Regions from separate parts of the Sus scrofa genome. Here region 1 is linked to region 2. Evidence: chromatin contacts called from public HiChIP or PLAC-seq data. All regions are on one chromosome and are shown on one strand. The core of a region is the stretch at or near the end of the contact, and the rest is flanking DNA. Distances in the headings are between cores, read along the strand shown.

The links. HiChIP or PLAC-seq counts read pairs in DNA pulled down with a chosen protein or histone mark.
Region 1: an H3K27ac HiChIP or PLAC-seq map of alveolar macrophages shows a contact between it and region 2. The contact joins the promoter of RBM17 here to the enhancer-like site in region 2. A contact is called at or near these places in 2 of 5 promoter capture datasets (fetal skeletal muscle and liver), 30 of 47 Hi-C or Micro-C datasets (adipose tissue, alveolar macrophages, blood and 16 more) and 2 of 2 datasets of contacts at active chromatin or transcription factors (alveolar macrophages and skeletal muscle).

The regions. Positions count from the first base shown.
Region 1 is chr10:64,907,327-64,912,608 of Sscrofa11.1, forward strand. It overlaps RBM17 (splicing factor 45), which reads right to left and starts at 1,680. Exons shown (of 12, transcript XM_003130822.6): 1 at 1,515-1,680. LOC110255720 (a long non-coding RNA gene) reads right to left here. Exons shown (of 3, transcript XR_002336422.1): 2 at 4,594-4,651; 3 at 3,280-3,777.
Region 2 is chr10:64,648,303-64,654,406 of Sscrofa11.1, forward strand. No RefSeq gene overlaps it. Among named protein-coding and RNA genes, the nearest start is that of PFKFB3, 210 kb to the right of the region's middle. Within about 2 kb of position 1,404, at least 6 of the 83 cell types and tissues checked have an H3K27ac peak or open chromatin away from gene starts, as enhancers often do. A contact at or near this core is called in alveolar macrophages, omental adipose tissue and retroperitoneal adipose tissue, where this site is marked.

The DNA of each region.
Region 1 (5,282 bases), core at 430-2,929, 260 kb after region 2:
CGATCCCTGGCCTCGGTTCAGTGGGTTAAGAATCTGGTGTGGCTATGGCCGTGGTGTAGGCCGGCAGCTGCAGCTCCAATTGGACCCCTGGCCTGGGAACCTCCATATGCTACAGGTGTGGCTCTAAATGGCAAAAACAAAAGCAAAACAAAAAAACAAGCCAGGTAAAGAGACATCCACTTTACAAAGTTGCATTTGGAAACGCAAGACAGTTCTCCAGATTCCTGTTTTCTGTAAAGTCTGTCCGCAGCCATCAGAGAGCCCCAGGGTCAGCTCCTCAGTGCCCACACCTCTCACATCTCCCGCCGGCTCACAGCCTACTCACTGTTCTAAACTGCACCGCGTCCATCTCTTGATAAGGTTCTAAAAAGAAAACACCCTCAGTTTAAGTTACTAATATCCTACACTCCCAAAATGTCTTTGTGTTTTATAATCAAAACGTCTGTGTCCTTCACCCCATAAAACTGGAAATTGACTCGCACTCTTTAAAAACTCTGTTGGAGGAGACGCAGTCCTCACCTACTTGAGGATGTTGCGTTTCGCCCTCGTCCAGAAGGTCCTACTTCCCACCCATCCGCCTGCCTCTAGCAATAAATCCCTTCCACGGCTCTCCACTACTGACTTCTCCCACCTTCTTGACCTGACCTGACCTGCCCTCTTCAAGCCTCTCTGCCTTTGCTGCAGTTTCCGAAACGCGCTAAGACGCTCGGCCTCTGCCGCTCTCGCACTTATTTCTTCTGCAGGAAACCGTTCCCCCATCTTGCACATCGAACCAAAGACCTCCAAGGTTCAGTTATAAGCCTCCTTCCCTCTTGGAAGCCTTTCCAGACCCCCCTCCAGTCCCTCAGATCAACCCATGCCTTTATGCTTGTTTCCCGAAAGACCAATCTTCCAGACTGCAAGGACAGAGGCTTATTTATCTTGCAGCCACTGTTCGTTGCTGACAAATGGTCTGGGTAAAGGGAGATGTTCAAAAGATGCTTGGCGATTGGACGTGAGAGCTGCAACGCCGCTTTGCACGGACGAGGGCAGCGCTAGAGCCGGAGTCCCGTCTTCCTGCGCGGCCAGGTGAACCCGGGTCTCTGAGAGATGTCCACACCTGGATTCCCCGCTCTGCGGCCGGGGGAGGAAACGGCTTCCTTCCTCTGCACCCTCCAACCGGGAGGGGTGCAAGCGTTCGGGGCCACAGGTGACCCAGGCCTGCCCACCAGGTCACGGACCGGGCAACTTTCCCCAAACACGCCCGCGGGGCCAGAAGAGACGAGGACACACAGACGGAAAATGAGAATCCGGGAGAGGAGACCGGGCCCGATAACCCGGGCAAATAAGGGAAAGGGGCGGCGGGGCGCGAAGGGAGACGCGGAGAGTCGGCCGGGGCCAGGCCGCCTGAGGCGAGGGGATGGCGGCCGGGGGACGGCCTGGGACCCCCGGCCCTCACGGCGCGGCCGAAAGCGGCGGCCTCGCGTCCAGCGCCGCCCGGGAGGCGCTCGCCCCCTGCCCCGGGCGCCACTTACCCGGTCCGCCCGGCCGACGCTCCCGGGCGGCCACGCACCGGGGCCGACGCGCCGCGGAGACGGCGGGCAGAGCGCTCGGCGTCAGCCCCCGACGGCCGGACCGCTCCGGCGCCAACCCCTACGCAGAGTCCGCGGGCCGCGCGGCTGCGCGGGGTCACGGCGTGTGCGGCTGGGAGAGAGGCGCGCTGCGCCTGCGCCGAGGACGCCCGCCCCGCCGCGCGCCCCCTGTCCGCGGGAGGACCTCATCGCACCGCCACCGCGCCCGCGTCCCTCTCTCCCGCCAAAAGATGTCGCCGTGTCGCAAGGTTGCCACATTTCAGTAACACCCCCTCCCACTCCCCGCCATCGGGAGGAGGACGACTGGTGCAGGGCTGCGAAACCATCCCGCCGTTTGGGCAAAGCTGAAAATAAATGACAATAGGAGAGGTGACTGGGAAAACGAAGGGCTTCAGAAGAAATGGCCCAAAGCGCTGAAGTAAGTGTAGGACTAAGGAAACACAGGGAGGGTGTGGATGTTCTAAAGCGTCAAAGTTTAAAAACGACATAACAGAAGCTGGGAGGAAAAAGAAGGTGGAGTTCTGTGTAAATACGATTCTCACATCTGCGTTCAAAACTGTAGGCAAGGCCTTGTGTCCCTGTCCTTTGAAATAAAAGGCTTTGCCTTCCATAAGTCTCGAAAGGCTGGTTCGGGGAACTCCCGTTGTGGCTCAGTGGTTAACGAATCCGACTAGGAACCATGAGGTTGCGGGTTCAGTCCCTGCCCTTGCTCAGTGGGTTAAGGATCCGGCGTTGCCCGTGAGCTGTGGTGTAGGTTGCAGACGCGGCTCGGATCCCGCGTTGCTGTGGCTCTGGCGTAGGCCGGTGGCTACAGCTCCGATTTGACCCCTAGCCTGGGAACCTCCATATGCCGCGGGAGTGGCCCAAGAAATGGCAAAAAGACAAAAAAAAAAAAAAAAAAAAAAAAAAAAGGCTGGCTCAAAAGGTAATGCTTGTGTGAACTGGAGTTTGGCACTTGCCATCAGCCTCTACATGGATTAAATCATGAGCCACCGCACCTGCCAACCCACGGCACCCCCTGAGCAGAACTCTGGGTGAAAATCAGAGAGGCACTCTGTGCTTTGGGAAAACTGCAAGCACAGTTCTTCAGATAGATATTTTTAGGAGAAGATTTTATGTGCCCAATTCTTGCAAATTTTCATATCTAGAAAAACACTAAAATCCTTCATGGGGATGTCTGCTCCTTGTGACCTTCAGGAGAGAGCAACAAATTTTGCAAAATGGGTGTGTGCTGTATGCACCTCCCCTCCCCTTTATCGTATTCTGGTATCCCCCTTTCCTCTTTATCATATTCTGATATCCCCCTTTCCACTTGGGAGCAGCATTGCAGAGCTACCTGAAATACCACCACTTGGGCTGTAGTTAAGGATAAAACAAAGAATGTCAGGGTCATCCATGAATGCAGTCACCTCCCAGGGTGAGAGCGGGCGAGTCCTGCAGGCTGTGAAAACTCAGGATACAGGCCCCGACAGCAGAGGTGCATATCAAAGGAATGGTATCTGTGAGCCCAGGACTCTTTTGTTCCTGCTCCCGGCCCTTTGCTGCAAAAAGACTCCCGTGTATCCTAGCTCCTTCTTCACCGTCTTGGAGCAGTTTCTCAGGACTACCTGAGATGCTGTCTCCTGGACCTAGGTCCGAATTTTGCCCCAAATAAAACTTAACTCTCAGCTTTCTTTTTTTTTTTTTTTTTTTTTTTTTTTGAGTCGACAATGTGTATTTTTTTAAGCTGACAATGTGAAGACGCAGAAACAAAGAAGAGCTATTGGGCCAAGAAACTGGTAACAATTTGGACTATAAATCCGCACATAGTAGACCGACCAAACTCCCTGTTCCCTGAAAGACAGAGATAAAGGCAGGACACACATGCCTGACTTGTTCCTACCGGAAGCAGACCCCCCCCCCCAGATGAAAACTGCTGACGCAAGCACGGAGACCTCCGAAGGCTGATGATGCTTGACCCTTCCCCTTGATGCTCACCAATCCAAGAACTGTGCTCGAGCTGACCCCACACCCAGCAGCCCCCTCCCGGCACTGCGTTTTAACCCTTCCCGGAAAGCCTTGGCAGAGTTCAGGTCTTTGGAGCGGGGCGCGCTGCTCATTCCCCTGGTGGGGTGCAGAGCGATCGAGGCTGTAGTTTCCTTCACCACCACTTGGTGTCAGTAGATCAGCTTCACTGCCTGCAGGCAAAGCCGACCCAAGTTCAGTTCTGCAACATACATGGGGGTTAAACATTTCAAGCTGATAAATCAAGTGGCTCAGGCTGTCTTCTGTGACACAGGTTTGATCTCTAGCCTAGGAACTTCTACGTGCCACAGGCTTGGCTGAAACAAAGATAGATAAGTAGGTACATAGATAGACAGATAGGGTGCTGTATGGCAAAAAATAATAAGGAAAATAAATACATATCTTAGTACAAAGGAACATATGAAGAAAGGATATAATTAACTAAATTCTGATGATTAGGAAAAGGGGCAAAAGAAAAAAATCTTAAAGGGAATCAGTAGACAATCTGAAGAAAGAGCTGGCTAAAGGCTTCATATAAATTCCTGGAGTTCCCATCGTGGCTCAGTGGTTAATGAATCCGACTAGGAACCATGAGGTTGTGGGTTCGATCCTGGCCTTGCTCAGTGGGTTAAGGAGCCAGCATTGCGGTGAGCTGTGGTGTAGGTTGCAGACACGGCTTGGATCCTGCATTGCTGTGGCTCTGGCATAGGCCGGCGGCTACAGTTCCAATTTGACCCCCAGCCTGGGAACCTCCATATGCCACGGGAGCGGCCCAAGAAATGGCAAAAAAAAAAAAAAAAAGACAAAAAACAAAAAGGCTTCATGTAAATTCTAATTATCATGGTAACCCAAACTAAAATACAGACCTTTCAAATTATCCAAAACACATGCACACAACTACAGCATATAAAAATCACCCAGTGAAATATTTGAAAAAGTTGCAGAACAGAAGCCATAACAAAACAACATGACAAAGACCACACATCTTACACGAAGACATGTAGATGAGCCAACTTACTTGTTTAAAAGAGTACAACTTTCAACTGGCGCACACGGCACAACACAGCTCTGCATTTCTACAAGAAAATGCACAAAATAGAGTGACACTGAAACACTGAAAACTCAAAATGGAAAAGACATACCAAGATATGCAAACATAAATGAAGCAGGGATCAAAAAAAAAAAAAAAAGAGTTCCCGTCGTGGCTCAGTGGTTAACAAACCCGACTAGTATCCATGAGGACGTGGGTTCGATCCCTGGCCTTGTTCAGTGGGTTAAATATCCAGCATTGCCGTGAGTTGTGGTGTAGGTCAAAGACGTGGCTTGGATCCTGCATTGCTGTGGCTGCGGTGTAGGCTGGCAGCTGTAGCTCCGATTTGACCCCTAGGCTGGGAACCTCCATATGCCATGGGTGTGGCCCTAAAAAGACAAAAAGACAAAAAAACAAAGGGATCACAAATTTACTATTTATTATACAGGGTTGGCTTCAGGGCAAAAAGCTTAGGTGAAATTAAGGAGGGCATTTTACAACCATAGGAATTACAATTCACAATGAACAAATAAAAGGAATACCTATGCGGTGAATAGCATAATTTCATAACTCATAGGAAACACTGTAGGAGACATAAAGAGAATAGGCAGGAATAACTGTTGTAGTTTTTGCCAGCTTAAGGGCACAGAGGTAAATGAGGAAAGAGAAGTCCTAAA
Region 2 (6,104 bases), core at 154-2,653:
TCCAAAAAAATTTGCTGTGATTCATGTGAGAGAGTGAGTGTTCTGCCTATGTTCTCCTCTAGGAGTTTTACAGGGCATTCATTCATTCTTCAAACAAGCCATTCTTGAGCACCATGTCCCAAGCACTGGAGATGCAAAAATAAACTTACATAATTCAAGCCCTTGCAGCTATAGGGTGAAATGCCAGATTGCAGAACAGTGTGCTTGCGGCAATAATAAGAGGCACACGGATAAGAGTCACCTTGAATTCTATGTGAAATACCCACAGACTACCTTCCCCGAGTTCCGTCAAGTCTTTAGCATGAGGAGAAGCACTGCTTCTGTGCCTGGCCAACATTTCATCTGAGACCCACCAGTCTCAGCTGGGGAAGATCCAGGAACTCCCGGTCCACAGACACAGGGCAGCTCCGGGGAGAAGCTGGTAGACTCAAACCCCTTGAATCCCGCTGCAAAGAAAGCATGCTCGGTACGACCCCTTCCCTCCTTTCCTCGTTTCCAAGCAGAAGGCATGGCCTCAACGGCAGCCGTCGTGTTGGGGCTGGTAGCACATTCCTTGGTGTTTGTCTGAGGACAGTGGCATTGAGGAGCCCGACTCCCACCACACTTCTGCCTCGGAGGTTTTGCCTTCTGCAAATTGCTGGAAACAAAATGTTCCAGCACAGAGGTGAGCGGTGTCTCAGGCAAGAGAGGAACCCTCGGGGATGAGTGTGTCGAAGGTGTCCCTGGCTCCCCTGCCTAGGATATTAGTGGGCAGAGCAGAGCGAACACAAGACACAAAAGCTTAGTGAAGGATTAGAGAGATGGGGGGGGAGAGGAGCGGGGAGGAGGGAAGAGAGAAGGGGGGAGCGGCCAGGGTATAATGTGCAGACACAGAGCAAAGGGCGTCCTGCCCTCAGTGGAGTGTCGCATACAACACGGAGCGCCACCTACGTGAGAAAGGGGGACCTGGGAGGAGTGGTCACGTCCACTCTTCCTTTCCTTGGCGGTTGTTGTGGTTGTTGCTGTTGTTTGGTTTGGTTTGGGGTTTTTTGTTTTTGTTTTTGGTACAAAGAGGGATTGCCAAAGTGAGAAAAAAGAACAGGAAGATAAAAACCCTGAGCCAGGATTTTATCTTTGTCTCCTTGGCTGTCACTATAGTGCTTCCCACGCATGAGGCAGAGGGAGAAAAGGAAGGAAGGAAAAGTTAAGACTTGGCATCTTTCGTAGCCTCTGTGTTCTTGCAACAACTGTACTGCAAAAATAAATAAATACATATACATATCACTGCTGTATTTATATATGTATATATTACTATTATATTACATTACATATTACTATTTTACATATATATAAAATAGTACATAAAATATATGACAGTAATTCTGGACTTGAGTCTCTAGAGGGAGGCAGAGGAACGTGAGAAAAGCTGCCTCTACTGCCACTGTTCCTGCCACCGTACCCAGGGCTGTCTTGGACTTGAGACACTTCATTCATCAGGCAAGATGAGGCATCCGAAGAATCAGTTCTTCTGCCTTGCTCTTAGTTCAAAATGTGCATCCCACCTTTAATCCGTGTAATCTCCACATGTTTAAAGAACAGATCAGAAAAGAGCTGCAGATCATAGAGCAGTGACTATCAGTCATCTGGTCGACCCTCTGGGCCACTGCTGCAACTCAGCAGGAAAATGTGCAGGAATCAGAGCCTTGGACGAGCGCGTTCGAGCTCTGCTCCCTCTACCAGTCATTGTCAGAAGCCCAGTTTTTCATCAGCAAAAGGCTAAGAGCCATCATTTCTACTGTGTCGGGTTGCTGTAAAGACTGATTAATGAAAAAACATGTTCATAAAACAACGAACTACATGGATGCAAATCTAATTATTATTATTACCCATGTGCTCAAGTCTACTTAGTCATGTCCTTAAAGCTGCCCAGGGAGAGGCCACAAGGAGGGCAGGAACTACAGGGGCCACTCTGAGCATCTAACGTGGCACCTCATACACAGCAGGCAATTCTTAAATTTCTTACACAAATGAGTAAAAACACTTATGTGTAGGAAAACCACATCGTTAACATCTAAAACAAGTCCCTTTTTTTTTCCTACTGAGAGAGAGAGAGCACTATTTGTGATTAGTCCAGGAAACAGGTCAAAGGCAGGTCTTTCCTGGGCCAGCTGGACACACGTGGTCACTGCACTTGTGTGGCACCTACCACGCCGCGGGCCCTATCTTGAATGCACTGCAATATTAACCATGTAACTTCAGACAATCTCGTTGCGGCTGGTGCGGATATTAACCACATTCCACAAATAGCTCATGAGGACCTACTACGGGTCCCAAGCCTCCTAGATTCTGAGGACACAGCCAAAACGTAGCTTCCCCAAAAGCAAAGATTCCTGGTCTTTAAGGGTGGGAGACGAGAAAGCCAGGAAATGATACACAAATAAACAAGTAGGTTACATGGCAAGCTAACGGGAGCAGCGCCGCGGATAAAAGAAAGCGATCCTGGGAGCGCGGAAGGCGCGGGGACAGCTGGGCACAGAATCAGTGCGCAAGCGGCCTCGGTCCCACCTGAGGGGCCGCCTCCGGTTCCTGCTTTTAACCTCGACACTGTTTTTTCCCTTCGTTCCGAGGAGCAGCCAGCCTTGCTCCGCATTCGAGTTCGCTTCCTCCATGGGCGGTGGAGGGCGACCCAAAGCCGGGGGATCCTCTCCTGACCTCAGCTCAGGAGCCTCCATCCGTGGCAGACGTCGGAGACTACGGATGCCTCGGTTCGGGTCACGGCTGCGTGGACTCTGAACCCGGGGCCCCTGGAACTGCCTGTCTGCTCAGGAGGAACGAAGGCTCTGCCTAGAGAAGCTGTGTTTGTAGGTTTGGGGACACAGCCAGACAAACCCGCCAGACAGGAGGGAACACATAACCCCGACGGGAAGGGCACGCCTTGCCCAAAGTCTCAACTGCTTCGACTCATCCTGGTCTCTGAGCAGAGTGGAGGCCCCGGAAACCCCAGGATGCTGAACTTCCTCTGCTCTCCCGCCACCCCCCGCCCCCGTCCCTGCCTCCCCCACCCCTCGCCTCCCCCCTCGCCTCCCCTGCCCGCCACCTCTCACATCCCCCACCTCGCGGCCCCCACATCCCCACCTTCCCGCCCCCACATCCCCACCTTCCCGCCCCCACATCCCCAACTCCTGCCCACCCACTTCCCCCACCCCCCTCCTCCCCGCCCCCACATCCCCAACCCCCCACCCCATCTCCCGCACCGCCCCCACCCCCCCGCCCCCACCCCACCCCAGTCTCCCCCGACCCCCACCTCTGACTCCCCCGCCCCCCACCTCCTGCATCCCACCCCCTGCACCCCACCCCCGCCACCTCTCGCACCCCTCACTTCCCCACCTCCCCCTTGCCCGTCCCCCCCCCACCCCCCCTTGCCCTGCCTCCTGCTGCGCTTCTAGCCCTTCCCCGTCTTGTGACTCTGGCGGGACTCCAGGGCGGTTATTCAACCTGTCTCAAGACACCCTGGGCCAAAAGCAGAACGAAGACGGCAAGTGCCGACTCCAGGGCAAAGCCGGCTGCCAAGAAGCCCGTCAGTGGCCCAAGGCAGGCAGCGGGCACAATGGAGCTTTCAGTGTGAAAGTCACCCCAGAAGGAGCTGGCACTTGCCCAGCCTTCGGAGTCTGCACCTCCACGCTGAGCCGTCCCCACCACCCACCTTCACGCCATGGATTCAGCACATCGTGGCAACTATTTTTGAGGGCCTACTATGTGCGAGACCTTCAGGAAAGTCATGAAAAGAGGACACGAAGGATGTCTTTCTGGAGAAGAAATTGCTCAAGTATTCGGACCAACCCAGACACACTCATCACTTGGCTTTGAGAAAATAGATGATAAAATCGCCCGGGTTCTTAGCAGCAGCATGGATTCCCTTCCCTGGTTGGGTTTTCAGTTGTAGTTTCCTCTGTCCTGGATCAGCTGTTGACCTACCGTCCTTTAATCCAACGAATTCAACAGAGTGTCCAGTGTGTGTTCCAGCGACAATGACCTGCTGTGTTTGTGGGTAGCACGTGTGTGAGTCACACGTGTGTGTGAGAAAGTAGTTCCCCTGGAAGCCCTGCTCACAGCCAGAAACGGGAGCTGACGACCCAGGAGCAGATGACACGCTGGGTCCTCCCTGCGTTTTTACATGCCCCACGAGAGGAGGGGCCCGTCGGCGAAGTGACAGGTCCAGTTCAGGGCTCCAAGCCGGCTGCCCTGTGAACGAGCAGTCGGAGTGTGGAGACAAGCACATCTCATCTGGAGATCAGACCTCCAAACTCGCACCGGGAGGCAGATGGGGAAGGATGGGATGTGTCAAAGTCAAAATCAGTCAGGTCTGTGCTAGACCCCTCCCACCAACAACAGGAGAGGGGAGAGGCACCTGCACACACAAGCTAGTCCTAGGCAAGCAGCAGCCCCAGCTTCCTTTCCCATGTGTCCTAAAGCATCTTTCCCCTGCATGTAGGGGGTAGCGGGTACGAGAGGCACGGGTGACCGGATTCAGTACAGACGCTGGGACCCTCCCCACCTGGCCCTCTTGCCCTCTTTGGCTCTCAGAGCTGGTACTCAGGCCCTGACCCTCCAGCAAGAGGTCAGGCGAGCTTTTCTGTAGGCTCTGCTCCAGCCAAGAAGACACAAGAGCAGGAGAGCCAAGAGGGTGTCCCAAACCCCACAACTCAGCTGAGCCACCCTTCCCTGAAGCTCCCTCGACACAGCCCATCCACGCCCACTTATCTCCATCAACGTTACAGCATCCACTCTAAAATATTAGGAGACAGAGTTCCCGCTGTGGCGCAGTGGCTTAAGAATGTGGTGTCACAGCTGCAGCTCAGATTCAGTCCACGGCCAGTAACTTCCAAAGACCGCGGGTGCAACCATGATAAGTAAATATCCTCAGAAAACGAAACTAATATGATCCAGCAGTCCCACTCCTGGGCGTATCATCTGGACAAAACTTTCATTCAAAAAAATGCATGTACTCCTATGTTCATTACAGCACCATTCAGAAGAGCCAAGATACGGAAACCATCTAATTGTTCATCAAGATGAATGGATTCAGATGTGGTACATTTATACAATGGAATACTACTCAGCCATAAAAAGAGTGAAATAACATCATTTGCAGCAACATGGATGCAACTAGAGATTCTCATACTAAGTGAAATAAATCAGAAAGAGAAAGGCAAATACCATATGATATCACTTATGGAATCGAAAATATGGCACAGGAGTTCCCGTCATGGCTCAATGGTTAACGAATCTGACTAGGAACCATGAGGTGTCGGGTTCAATCCCTGGCCTCATTCAGTGGATTAAGGATCTAGCATCGCCGTGAGCTGTGGTGTAGGACGCAGCTCAGATCCCGTGTTGCTGTGGCTGTGGTGTGGGCTGGCAGCTACAGCTCCAATTAGATCCCTAGCCAGGGAACCTCCATATGCTGCAGGTGCAGCCCTAGAAAAGACAAAAAGACAAAAAATTAAAAAATAAAAGGTGGCACAAATTAACCTTTCAACAAAGAGAAACAGACCCACTAAGATAGAGAACGAACAGACTTGTGGTTGCCAAGGTGGGGGGGAGTGGGATGGACGGGGAGTTTGGGGTTAGCAGGTGCAAAATCCTACATTTAGAATGGATAAGCAACGAGGTCCTACTGAACAGTACAAGGAACTGTATCTGACCTCTTGGGGTAGAACATGATGGAAGACAGGATGAGAAGAAAAATGTGCATATGCATGTATACCTGGGTCACTGCGGTACAGCAGAAATTGATACAGCACTGTAAATCAACTGTACTCTAATTTTCAAAAAAGAACAACGCCGTTATCTACAATTTTACCTTCTAACTTAACTTGACCGCAATAGTGTCATCTATACAATAAACAAATACATAAATACATATAAATAAAATATGAGGACACCATCACAGATCACCAGACGCCTGAAGAAAATCCCTGATGAGAAGGAAGAGGCCAGATCAAATCAACAGGGGGAGAGGACAATTTAGAGAAAACAGAGTCTACGTGGGAAAGGGTAATGAGTTTCTCAAAGAGAAGCTATCCCCTAATTTTCACTTTGGAGAGAGAAAAGAAGCAACAAGA